Regions from separate parts of the Arabidopsis thaliana genome. Here region 2 is linked to region 1. The links are chromatin contacts, called in public capture Hi-C maps. All regions are on one chromosome and are shown on one strand. Each heading gives the region's core, a stretch centred on a gene start, on an enhancer-like site or on the middle of the called end of the contact. The rest is flanking DNA. Distances are from core to core; before and after follow the strand shown.

What was found. Capture Hi-C pulls out chosen DNA fragments and counts their contacts.
Region 2: a contact with region 1 is called in a capture Hi-C map of seedling, with 2.9 times the contacts expected there. The contact joins the promoter of AGT here to the promoter of SCPL43 in region 1. A contact is called at or near these places in 2 of 3 other capture datasets (root and seedling).

The regions. Positions count from the first base shown.
Region 1 is chr2:5,068,284-5,075,182 of TAIR10.1, reverse strand. SCPL43 (serine carboxypeptidase-like 43) reads left to right here and starts at 2,527. Exons shown (of 11, transcript NM_001335381.1): 1 at 2,527-2,779; 2 at 2,953-3,202; 3 at 3,288-3,395; 4 at 3,483-3,575; 5 at 3,652-3,744; 6 at 3,880-3,965; 7 at 4,297-4,557; 8 at 4,699-4,760; 9 at 4,853-4,945; 10 at 5,016-5,133; 11 at 5,215-5,639. The coding sequence starts at 2,956. The coding sequence ends at 5,388. It overlaps AT2G12475 (Defensin-like (DEFL) family protein), which reads left to right and starts at 6,265. Exons shown (of 2, transcript NM_001036273.2): 1 at 6,265-6,417; 2 at 6,524-6,781. The coding sequence starts at 6,330. The coding sequence ends at 6,693. It also overlaps the pseudogene AT2G12490.
Region 2 is chr2:5,537,579-5,544,375 of TAIR10.1, reverse strand. AGT (alanine:glyoxylate aminotransferase) reads left to right here and starts at 2,967. Exons shown (of 6, transcript NM_001335388.1): 1 at 2,967-3,141; 2 at 3,441-3,963; 3 at 4,047-4,413; 4 at 4,533-4,743; 5 at 4,822-5,352; 6 at 5,441-5,636. The coding sequence starts at 3,474. The coding sequence ends at 4,959. AT2G13350 (Calcium-dependent lipid-binding (CaLB domain) family protein) reads left to right here and starts at 6,425. Exons shown (of 1, transcript NM_126924.3): 1 at 6,425-6,797. The coding sequence starts at 6,646. It overlaps CHR5 (chromatin remodeling 5), which reads left to right. Exons shown (of 31, transcript NM_126926.5): 31 at 1-322.

The DNA of each region.
Region 1 (6,899 bases), core at 1,278-3,777:
AGTTTGATCTGCTTCTTCCTCTGCCTTGACCACCCTTCTGATTGTTTTGATTGTTCTGATTGTTTCTCACTAGTGGTCTACCTCTTTCAGTAGTATACAAGACCGTTGAGGAGCTTCTTTCAAGATCTAGAGATTCATTTAGCTCTCTCTCCAACGACTTAGCAGAGGAGATTACATCCTGCAGAGACAAAGCTTTGTTCCCATACTTCAGGGTATGCTTTAACTGAGAGTATCTTGATGACAATCCATTCAAGAACAATATTGCACGAACTTCTTCACCTACCACAATCTCAAGACTGCTTAGCTCGACAACTATCTTCAAGAATTCATTCACATTCTCATTAATTGACATTGTGTCATTCATCTTGAATGAGTAAAACTTAAGCTGCACATATATTCGATTTGGTAACGATGTTTCCATATACAGCTTATTCAAGGTTTCCCACATCTCTGCAGCAGACTTGCAGTGGTCAATTTTCCTCAGAACAACATCACCAACGTGAGCGATAATCACATTCATTGCTTGTTCTGATTTCTCCATCTTTACAAGATCAGGTACTTCCTTAGTCTGTGATGACTATGATCCATCATCATCACCTTCCTCAACCTTCTTTCCTTCACTTTTCGTAAGCGGAACAACTTTCGTCAATGTGAAATCATCGATCACTCCTTTAAGCCCAGCCAAGCCGAGATGTGCTTTCATCCTTGTCTTCCATAGCGAGAAGTCTGAGTTCTCGTTAAAGACTTGAAACGAAGCCTTTAAACCTGAATTCAAGTTCGCTTTGCTCGTCATCGCCATTAAAGAACCTTAGGCTCTGATACCAATCTGTTACAATCCGATGACTCAAAGATCGATTCAACACAACTCGATTCAATCACAACACAACTCGATCAAGCTTCAATTCGCGGAACACTCAATAGATCGATCAAGAACATAATCAAACAAAGAACGAAACGAACACACAATTGTTTACCCAGTTCAGATCACCGGTGTGATGATCCTACATCTGGGGCCGGATTCAATCCAGCAATCCACTATGAATCAATATTTACTCAAGCTCAAAACCCAGAGCTCAAGATCGTGTTACAAAGGAAAAGAATTGAGATAAGAATTTTCTGTTGCAACAAACAAAGGAAGAAGAAGACTATTTATAACAGAGTCCAAGTCAAACCCTCTAATACCAAGAGAGTCTCTTCAATCTTCTACTGAACTCAAACCGATTTCTCCTTTCTCCTTAAACCAATACCAAACTGGCATTGAACCGTGATCCAACAACTAACTGATTAAACCAAGTCGACATCAGGCTAAACCAAAAGTTTGAATCACACCTTTACATCATTCTCTTTATTTTCTTTTGATTGGGAATTTAATTTTGCAAGATCTGTATTCTTTTTTTCTACAAAAAATAAATTTATACCGTTTAGGTATGTTGGTAATGGAGTTATTATATATATCTAAAAAGCCATTTGAATATGCATCATTTTTGTTTTAATAGTCGTATAGGTCATTATGTATCAATGGTCGAAATGAGCTTCTTTATATAGATGAATGAAAAGTGCTCAAGAAGTTTCGATTTTTGGCCAAAAAACTCCAAATAGTTTTCCAAATATTTGAAAATACAATATTTGATTTTTCATATTTTGATTTTTTGTATTAGTAATTGAATATTGTCTACATTCTAACATTCATGGTCAGATTTATGAATGACCAAGTATCACAATCTCAAAAAAATAGCAGAACTATGGAATAAAATATAAGATTTTTTTTTACGTAAAGGAATATTCCATAAATAATGATTTTAGATGTAGTAATTAGTTGAGAAAAGATATGTTTTTATAAAAAAAAATAGAACTAATGTCTTTATTGGGTTTAGTAATTTATACTGTCATAATTTATTTAGAAAACAAATGGTTAAATAACAAAACCATTTGATTAGCAAATATTAGTTTGTCATATCTATATAAGGTTGATATATTTACAAAATTAATCATTTAATTTCGTTTGAAATTTTTTAGTAAGAAAAACCAATTACGGAAGATCCAATTGAAGATTTCCGGATCAAAATATAAAAAACGACCCGATTAGATTAGCAATTTTGTACTTCAAAAAAGTTATGTAGATATGCACTTGTACTTTTAAGTTTCAGGAATTTTGGATTTACAAAACCAAACTAGTTATATGTAGTTGTGCATAGTTAAACACGCTCAATTTAATTCTGAGATATATATCAGTTTCTTTTGAATCAATTAGACAACGTCGACACAAAATTTAAAAAATCGACAGGAGTTCTTAAAAATAATTTTCAAATTTTCAATTGAATTCTACACAAAATCGAGAAAAAGTAACTGATTTCAACATACAAAAATTCAGAATCGTATGCAGTTGTATTCAAGTTGTACTCAAATAGATTACTAAGAGATCAGAAAATATAAGCCTGAGAAAGAAAAATATTTAATGATACTGTTACTAATCACAATATAAATTGGACTACCGTTTTACAAGGAAGGGCTTCTGAGAGTTTGCTCCTCACGTGCTTCTTGCCTAAAACGGAACTGTGTCGTTTTAGATCTAGTTCTAGTGTTAGAACACTTGAGGAAAACTTGGGAACAAAGATCACTAGATTCGTGTCTTCTTGTTGTACAAGCCTATGATAGAACCTGATTCTAGACTTATAGTGGGTTCTTGCTCATTTACGTTCTCTGCAATTCTCTGTTTCTTGTTCTGTTTTCAAGTCCTCTTCAAAGTTCTTTACAAACGAGTGCTAATCGAAAAGAGATAGTGAGTTTTATAAACTCTATACCTCACACTGAATAATTTGGATTCTGAATGTTTTTTTTGAGTCTTTGAAATTGTTCTGTTTATTGGTATAATTTCAGTGAAGTATTAAAGATTCAGTGAGATTGACGTTAACTTATAACTTGTTGTTGCTTTTGTATTTTGACATGTTTCAGAACATGGTATCGTCTCGGGCCGTTGTGATGGCCATTATGGTATTGGTCACAGTGCAGTGGTTGGTTTTTGCTGAAGGTTATCCGGAAGAAGACTTGGTGGCCAGGCTACCTGGTCAACCAAACGTCGGGTTCAGACAATTTGCTGGATATGTCGATGTGGACTCGGAAAATGGTCGTAGTCTTTTTTACTACTACGTGGAGGCTGTAAAAGAACCTGACACTAAGCCCTTAACCCTTTGGCTCAATGGAGGTCTCTGTTTCTGCATAGCCTTTAAGCTACTTCCTTAGTTATAAATGTTTGAGTTAAAAGTTTATATTTGAGGTTTGTAATGCAGGTCCAGGTTGTTCTTCAGTTGGTGGAGGAGCTTTCACTGAGTTAGGTCCATTTTATCCTACGGGCGATGGCCGTGGCCTTCGCTTGAACTCCATGTCTTGGAACAAAGGTTTGTTTTTGACAATTTTATGCAAAAAGCAGAGAACTATGTGATTCTACGTTTGTGATGCTGTTGTCTCTTATTGCGTATGTGTAGCTTCGAACTTGTTATTTGTGGAGTCACCAGCCGGAGTAGGATGGTCATACTCTAACAGAAGTTCGGATTACAACACTGGGGACAAGTCTACTGGTAAAGTATATATCCCATTTTTTCAGATTATATTAGAACACTGTTGTATCTTGACATGTTTTTTGTATTTGAACAGTCAATGATATGCTTGTGTTCTTGTTGAGATGGTTCAACAAGTTCCCAGAGTTGAAGTCTCGCGACCTCTTTCTCACTGGCGAAAGCTACGCAGGTGTGTCTTTTATTATTCTGATTCTTAGTTTATGAAATGGCTATGTGAGTAACAATGTTGGTGGTTATGTGTTTGATGATGTTACTTGTCAGTTTTACTTTTATCTAACCAATGTTTGATTTGATTCTCTCGCAGGGCATTACATACCTCAACTGGCTGATGTGATACTCAGCTACAATTCACGCTCAAGTGGGTTCAAATTTAACGTCAAAGGCATTGCAGTAAGCAAAAGAACCTTCTTCTTAAAGTTTCATCAACTCTTTTGGCTCTCTTCTGATTTTTTTTTGTGTTTTTTTTTTTGATACGAGACTATGGTTAGGTAGATTATGATTTGGGTTTTCATAATTTCCTTTAAACGTTAAAGTGTTTTATTTTATGCATTAGCGTTATGTCTAAGTTGTATGATGAATACCTATATAAGGGTTCTCAATTGATTAATAAAAAAACTAAGCTCCAACAATTAACCTAATTCTCTAAGAGAGACTTGGGTGAAAAGGAAGCTTTTGCTTTAAAACTTTTGGGCCATAATATTTTTTGTGTGTTTCTGATCAGATTGGGAATCCACTTCTGAAGCTTGACAGGGACTTTGCAGCTGCATACGAGTACTTCTGGTCACATGGGATGATCTCTGATGAAGTAAGACTCACAATCATGAACCAATGTGACTTTGCCAATCCAAAGAACATGAGCAATGCTTGTATATATGCAATCGTTGAATCCAGCGTCCTCACTGAGTATATCAACAGCTATCACATTCTCCTCGATGTATGTTACCCTTCTATTGTTCAGCAAGAGCTAAGGCTCAAGAAAATGGTTAGCACTTATCCACCTTTTTCTTTCCAACAGAAAAACATTTGTGTAAATTTGTGAAAATGGTTTTAGGTTACCAAGATTAGCATGGTAGTTGATGTTTGTATAACATATGAAAGAAGTTTCTATTTCAATCTCCCCAAGGTACAGAATGCGCTTCACGCTAACCGCACTCGCCTACCTTATGAATGGACTATGTGCAGCAAGTAAGTTGTTTGACCCACTTTTCATTTTGTTGATCACCAAAAAATGAAGCTGACTGATTGATATTGGCTTTTCACTTTTCACTATGTCACAGCCGGTTAAACTACAGTGGCATAGACGGGTACATTGACATGCTTCCGAGTCTTAAGAGAATTATTCAGAACCAAACTCCTGTTTGGATCTTCAGGTAAGATTTCTATTAAAGATCTTCTTTTCTTGTACTATGCAGCTTAACTCTCAGCTTGTTAAAATTGTAGTGGAGATCAAGATTCTGTAATTCCACTTCAAAGTTCAAGAACACTCGTACGAGAACTTGCTGAGGATCTCAACTTCAAGACCACTATTCCCTATGGAGCTTGGTTCCACAAAGAACAGGTAGTTTCCCTACACCATCAAAACAATTCTAACTAAGTTAATTGTGATTGCTAACTTGTGGATGTTGGGATTGTAACTAAGGTTGGTGGCTGGGTCACAGAGTATGGGAATCTACTGACCTTTGCAACGGTGAGAGGAGCGGCTCATATGGTGCCGTATGCGGAGCCCTCACGAGCTCTGCACATGTTCAGTAGCTTTATGAATGGCCGGAGATTGCCCAACAAACCAGATTTAAAGTCTTCTACTGATGATTGAAAGAGAAGATATCTCTTTGAGTAAGTTGAGATAGAAACATATTAGGGTTTGTGTAATAATGAACCGTGAACCCCACGGAACTATTTTTATATACTGCCAAACATTGCGATGAGAATATAGTATTTCTCATAGATTATTAGAGTGTGATTGTATCAATATTATTTGTTACTTATATGATTTCGATAAATGATGAATCTTATCATTTTCGTTTGGACGTTTCATACGCTTATTACATATTAGACATAGCTATCTCTAGATTATATGATGATTTATGATATTGGTTTCATTTCATAGTTGACTACAAGGGGATCCTTTCCGGGATTTTGGCCTTAGACAATATAATGAAATAAATTGCAAGATTTTTTTGGCCTTTTTTTTTTGGAAGAATTGGATAGTTCTGTAACGAAGGAATGCATTTAATATAATTTAAATAATTTTTCAGTTTATCCTAATTTTAAATATTAACTAAATATAGTTCTTGGAATTATATATCAACTAAATATGATATACTTAGGAGGTTATTTACATCTTATCCTTAAAATTAATTTCAATTTATAGAACCTTTTTTTGGTAGGGTTCAATTTATAGAACCTTAACATTAGTAAGGACTATTTTAAAGTTTTTTTTACTAGATTTTGGAAAAACAACTTTATGTTTTAACAATATGTAAAAAAATATATCACATTAGACAAGTGTATCATATATACATTCAAACGTAATTATATTAGGTAAGAAAATCAATCTCTTTATTTTCTTTTGATTATAGAAATCAAGGAAATTAAATATCAAGATTTGTTTCTCTTTTACAAAAAATAAATATCTTTAGGTATGTTGGTGTTATCATATATATAAACATATGTAGTACATGAGAAAAACAAAGCGAAGATCAGTCTATTACAAAACTCAAAATAAAAATAGAAGCAAAAAATCATAGAAACAAAATGGCTATCAGCAAGAAAATGTTAACCACATTTGTCCTCACTATCCTCTTAGCCGTATCTTTTGTTCATTGCTCCGATAGAACTTCTGGTATTAGCTTATTATCATACTACTCACCTTTTTTGTTTAAATATGCATATGTTTTTGTATCCTTTCCATGATTGTGAATATTGGCTTAATGATTCTTGTTTAATAGGTGTTGGTATAAATCAAGAGTATGCAAAATGCTACGACCTAGCTGATTGTCAAAAACCCAAAGTGGACGATGCCGCATGCGAGAGGTTTTGTGGAGCTAAAAGCTTTTTATTATATGGTAAATGTGATACTGCTACCAACAAATGTTGTTGTAAGTCTAAGACGAAATAATCTAATCACAGATATGTATCCGGTTGACAAATAACATCATTTGATTCATTGGTTTTGACCATCAATCAATAAAAAGAGATCGAGATTGAAATACACAACCCCTACTAATTAAAATTAGCTTGATTAAACTGGAGTTAGTATTTTGATTACATCATAACAAATATCGAAATATGAAATAACAGATAATGGGATCATTACTTTGACGT
Region 2 (6,797 bases), core at 1,718-4,217, 470 kb before region 1:
TATTGGCAAAGAGATAGCACTTACCAGTTACCAGGTGGTTTGCTTAGGTATAAATAGTTGTGGATGTAGTCAAAGCTGCTGGACTCCATTTCCTTATATATTTATATATATATATATATATATATATATGTTACCCATTTGGAATAGAGCAAATTGTACATTACCAGTTTTGTTAATTTTAATTTACTTAATTTTATGTGTTTCTCATTTTCACATTTCGTAAGTTTTAATGGAAAAAGGTACCCACGCCATCATTTGTATAACTTTTACTATGATGTTTCAGATCTCTGAAGTAATGAAACAGTCGACACTTTGGCTCGAAGGCACCATTTCAATCAATCAGATCAATTTTGAACAATTGAAAAGACTGAAAACCTTATAGGTTTTATAACGTCCCGATCAAAAGTGTCAAACTGGTCTAAATCCATTGTTGCACGTCCTAAACCCTTTTATGCTTCGACAATGCTCACTTGCACAATCTGTAGAGGAGTAAGTAGAAGAGTTAGTGAGGATAATCATATTCGTCAACATGCAAAAGAAGAATACCAAGTTAACCAGTTCCAAACCATTATATCAGTCACGCCAATCATGTCATACACATAATTCATACCGATCATATCATTTACGTTGGTCACATCATTCGCATCGATACAACGAAACATGCATAGATTCCCAATACATAACACTCAAACTAATAATTTTCAAGATTAAATTACAAACGATATATATTGATGCAACTTAAATAACAAACGTAAAAAAAAAACCTATACACCTATTTTGCTACAACCGAATTTCACATTTGATGACAAAAATAAAAGATCCGTCATCTTTAGAAATATCTCTACTGTCTTTGACCGACGCTTTTATCTCCGGAATGCGAAGCTTCACTTTTCTTTGAAGGATTATGGATTCATCACTTTTCTTATCATTTTTAAAGACAAGTTTCGCTTCATGTTTTTGGGTATGTCGATGGTCTCATCAAAACAAGAATCTCCTCTTACATGGTCTTAGTTATTAAGGAGTATCATGATTCATGGCTTGCTTTCACATAAAGGATTTTGGGGTCTTGAAGTTTTTTCTTGGCATTTACGTAGGTAAAATTTCTTTAGGAATTTATCTATATTAACATATTATGCTCTTGACATCACCCTCGAGAGGGCCTTCTAGCTGCCAAGTCGACAGTTTGTTCTCTGGATTCGCATTGATCCAACAAAACATGCATATTCTTGGTCATAGGTTGAGGGTTATGACTTTCATTGATCATGTTTGTTTTAGACACCTTATTGCTACTTTGCTAGGTTGATTTTATCTCAGTGTGGAAACACTAAAACAAAATGATTCCATATACTTTTATTTGCATTTAAATATCTCCAATGTTGAGTAATAAAGAGTTGTATTCTAACTTGTTTTTCTAACCAATTTTTTTATGCAAAAGAAATTCAAACATCCTAATCGTATGGCCAAATATAGTTTGTATTTTACAAAGTCTCCATATTCTATACATTCAATAGATATTCACCTAAATATAGTTTGAATTATGTGTCGTCTAGTGCAATAATAATCCTAAACATAAAACAAGAGAGCGAGAGATAGTGAAGAAGTGCCCCGAGGATTCGGCGTTTGGTCGTGTGGTCTTTGTTGCAAAAACAGGTTGTGTGGCTCTCTCCCTTTTATCTCCTTATCTCTCCTCTTCCCTTTTCCACCTCTTATCTTTCTTACTTTCTTATATTACAATATCCCTCCCTAATTCCATTATATATTTTGTTTTATCCCCAAACCTTTTCAAAGTCAACTCCGTCTCCCACCCCACTCTCTCATTATATAAATATATATTTTGCCAAAAAATTCGTGATGGATCCTAATCTTCGTGGATCAGAATAGTAACGTGCAGTTCAACTGCGGATAAAGTACAATGCAGTTCTAATAGTAACGAAAATATCTACATACACTGCACCGCACAATGCGGTTCGATCACCGTTCGGAACCTTTTTTGGAAACAACTTTCCTACTAAGTGGATTCGAATCAAAATTCTCATCTTTCAAATTAACTATTAGACCAAGAACCTCTTGGTTTATCCAACTATCATCCTTTTTTCATTCTGAATTTTACAGAAAAAAATGTGGTGGCTAAGTAAACATAGGTTGCATGTATGCATGACTTACTAATACTATTATCATGGTTCCAATTTTTTTATTTTATTTCGACTAATGTTTTTAAGTGCTTTCATCTTTAAACAAAATCTGAGCCTTGTAATTGAACTCAATTATATAGTTTTGGTAAGAAATTAACTATGAAAGATGATGTCTAGTCAAAGGATACCAAGCTTTTAGGAGATGTATTGGAAAATGATCTGAGTTTTAGTTGAGTTTTTATATGATTTTGATGATTTTAGGAAAGTTGATACGAATTTTTATAAAATCTTTTCAAATTTCATCTAAAACCGTATAATTTGGATTTCTATATTTTTAACTAAAATGTTTTTCTCAAATCTTCTCCAATCTTTCAAAATTAATAAGAATCAAATTGACAAACCGTTTTCAATAACAATAAATTTTTAAATTATTAGTTTAATAACACTAAATTTTATTATTAAAATTATTAAAATCCATAATTAGATAACATAAAATTTGTAAATTTTACACAAATCACTTAAAATACTAGATTAAATACACTCTTCGTCAATAAACAAATTTAGTAAGCGGGTTATACGGCGGGTACACTCACCAAGAGTTTTTAAGAAGATTAGTCAGTGGTAAGAGAGTCTTGATCTCTGATTAAAAAAAAAGAGTGATTTGATTATTATTATTTTGAACACGACAAAACAAACTAATGTGGAAAAACTGAAAAATATAAGAGAGAAGAAGGGCAAATATGCAAAGGTAACACAAATGCATTGTGAGCCATACGTAAGCTCAAAGATTTTTCACGTTGCTCTTATCTGCCACGCGGCCAAGATTCCAATAAGGCAAGCTACTTGATTGGGATAAACTAAATAACAAAATAAACTACTTACAAAAACATCATGTAATTTAAAATAAATAAATAAAATAAAAAAAAGAAAAAGAAGAAGATATATTAAAGAGGTTTGTGAAGACGAAGGAGTCCAAAACCTCCCTCAGGAGCTTCCGCCTTATTCAGAGGTTAAACTTCTCTCTTCCTTGCAAATTTACTTCTTCGTTTTCTCCGCTTGTTTGTGTCTATGATCTTGCCTATGAAACATCTTTTTATAGTACACATATATGTTGTCTTATTGGAAATATGATCGGCTAACATATTTGTTATTGTTATTAACAAAAAAAATAACATTTGTTATTGTTCACCGGAGTTGATAGTAGCAATAGTACATATTACATGGTCATATATGCATATGGCTACATGTTTGAGTTATATTCGATTATCTGGTGAAAGATGAGATTGTGAGTTTGTAAGTTTTTGACAGTGTAGAGGAGGATCCAAAAGAAAAGAGGAAAAAATGGACTATATGTATGGACCAGGGAGACACCATCTGTTTGTACCAGGACCAGTGAACATACCGGAACCGGTAATCCGGGCGATGAACCGGAACAACGAGGATTACCGGTCACCAGCCATTCCGGCGCTTACGAAAACATTGTTGGAGGATGTTAAGAAGATATTCAAGACCACATCAGGGACACCTTTTCTGTTTCCCACGACCGGGACTGGTGCTTGGGAGAGTGCCTTGACCAACACGTTATCTCCTGGAGACAGGATTGTTTCGTTTCTGATTGGACAATTTAGCTTGCTCTGGATTGACCAGCAGAAGAGGCTTAATTTCAATGTTGATGTGGTTGAGAGTGATTGGGGACAAGGTGCTAATCTCCAAGTCTTGGCCTCAAAGCTCTCACAAGACGAGAATCATACCATCAAAGCCATTTGCATTGTCCACAACGAGACCGCGACCGGAGTTACCAATGACATCTCTGCTGTCCGCACACTCCTCGGTCATTAATTCCTCACAAATAATCTGTTTTTCTTTTGTGTTTTCTCTGTTTTAAATCTCACTTACATTAGGGTTTACATACAGATCACTACAAGCATCCGGCTTTGCTGCTAGTGGACGGTGTTTCGTCCATCTGCGCGCTTGATTTCCGAATGGATGAGTGGGGAGTGGACGTGGCCTTGACTGGGTCTCAGAAAGCCTTATCTCTTCCAACAGGACTTGGTATTGTCTGCGCCAGTCCTAAAGCTTTGGAAGCTACCAAAACTTCTAAATCTCTCAAAGTATTCTTTGACTGGAATGACTACCTTAAGTTTTACAAGCTAGGAACCTATTGGCCATACACACCTTCCATTCAACTTCTCTACGGTCTTAGAGCTGCTCTTGATCTTATCTTTGAGGAAGGACTTGAGAACATCATCGCCCGCCATGCTCGTTTGGGAAAGGCCACCAGGTAAATGAATCATATAAAATGAATACACTTAGTCCTCTTCGTAATCTTGATTCTTACTAGTACATTGACTTTGGAAAACATTATAGCTAGAGTTTGATTGTTAATGATCATGTACATAGGCTTGCGGTGGAAGCATGGGGGCTGAAAAACTGCACACAGAAGGAGGAATGGATAAGTAACACAGTGACAGCAGTTATGGTGCCTCCGCATATAGACGGTTCGGAGATTGTGAGAAGGGCATGGCAGAGGTACAACTTAAGTCTTGGTCTTGGTCTCAACAAAGTGGCTGGAAAGGTTTTCAGAATTGGACACCTAGGAAATGTGAATGAGGTACATATCGAGATTTATCTTAGTGTAATCCAATTTTCATTGACCAAACTCTTATCAAACAATACAAATCGAACGCAGTTGCAACTTCTCGGGTGTCTTGCGGGAGTGGAGATGATACTGAAGGATGTTGGATACCCAGTTGTAATGGGAAGTGGAGTTGCAGCTGCCTCTACTTATCTTCAGCACCACATTCCTCTCATTCCCTCTAGAATCTAATCCATGTGGTCCTTCTCTTTCTTTCTCTTCCTCTCAATGTAAACAAACTCTCATGTTTTCTCTTTTCTTCATCTATATTTTTACTACATTATCTATGTTTTTATTTGCTATCTCCAACAAACTTATTGAACAAAAGATCAAATATGTTTATTACTCACTATAAACTTTGTCTCAACAACTTCAACTTATATGGGTATGAGGGATGCTCTTACAATGTTAGTGGAACATAACTCGAGTCTAAAACTATGTTTGGGATGAGGATACTCGATCGTCAAGTGAAAAAAGATAATTTTGATCTCTCATCCATTTATATGGAGGTTGGTTTAAAGACACTATAGTCGGGAGAAGGTGTCCCATTTCGCGGTATGAAGTCGAAGACGACTGAGATATAAGGTCTACATTTGGCGGTATGAAGTCGAAGACGACTGAGATATAAGGTCTACATTTCGCGGTATGAAGTCGAAGACGACTGAGATATAAGGTCTACATTTGGCGGTATGAATCAAGAAGACTTATTTCAAGAGGGGTCTTATCTGTGACAACAAAAGGAAACTCTTGTTGATGCTTTCTTATGCCTAGTCAGTAATCACAATGTTCTGCATATACAACCTCCATATTAATAAGAAATATTGAAATTCTTTAAAATGTATTTGCGTCTTAACGCTTTTAGTTTAAACACTTTGACCATTGACAAAATAGATTTATCTCTTCTTTTGTATGAACGTTATGTAACACCCAACTTTTGGCCAAACCTAAAAAAATTGAGTTAAATTATCAATGAGTTTCGATACGCTATTACTCAACAGATTTAATCTTTATACATCATGATGAATACTTTCACTGCATAGCATTTTCTTTTAAAAAAGATTGGGTTAAGTATATTGATTTTAACTAATTGGACGTCGTTATTTATGAACCATGGCTACGTACGTACGGATAGCTAGAGTAAACCCATAGCAAACCAACGGTAAATATTTAGACATAATAGCACTTATTCTTATTCAATCAACTAATATGGCTATATATGGACATTGACAAAAAATTTGTAGCCATATCATATGATCATAAGTATGATTTGACCATGCCTAAAAGATTCTACCATAGACAGTTCACCGATATTCCTAGCAAAATGGAAAGGGATGGGTTAAGAAGTTGGAGCAAAGGTTTTAGTGGACGTAAAGAATTCTAACTATCAATTTGAACTCGTAAGTTTTGTTATTTTTATTTTGTTTTTTGTACTAGCAATCTTTTACTTTCTTAGAACGCACATAGAACTAAACAGAACTTCCATAAGTCAATCTCTATAAACTCTGGAATTATACAGAAAAATAACAGAAACTAACCTAAAATAGTGAAAGAGAGTAGAGAGATCTAAAAATATCGCAAGAAGATCAATGAAAGAAAATAGTAGTCAACGGAAAGTAATGCAATTGATTCGGTGTTCTAAAATAACAAAAACCAAAACAAGAAATTAATAAACAAAAAAAACAATTCTTTTTTTGCTTATTATTATTTTTGGGTGTCTTTGTCAATTTGCTTTTCCATTTTCATCTTCATGCATTGCTTTCCTTCGTCGTCCTTGGAGGGGACGACGACGGATCTGTCTTTCTGTCTACTGAAAATCCAAATTTCATCCTCTCCATTTATTTAACTTTTTCAGATTTAGTTTTGTCAAGAAAACACAAAATGTCTTTTCTTGCGCCTTGTCAAATTTTGGAGCTGAATATTATTTCGGCCCAAGAATTGGCGCCCGTGGCACGGTGTATGAAGACATATGCAATCGCTTGGATTGATCCAGAGCGTAAATTGACGACTCGGGTCGACAATACGGGCGGAAC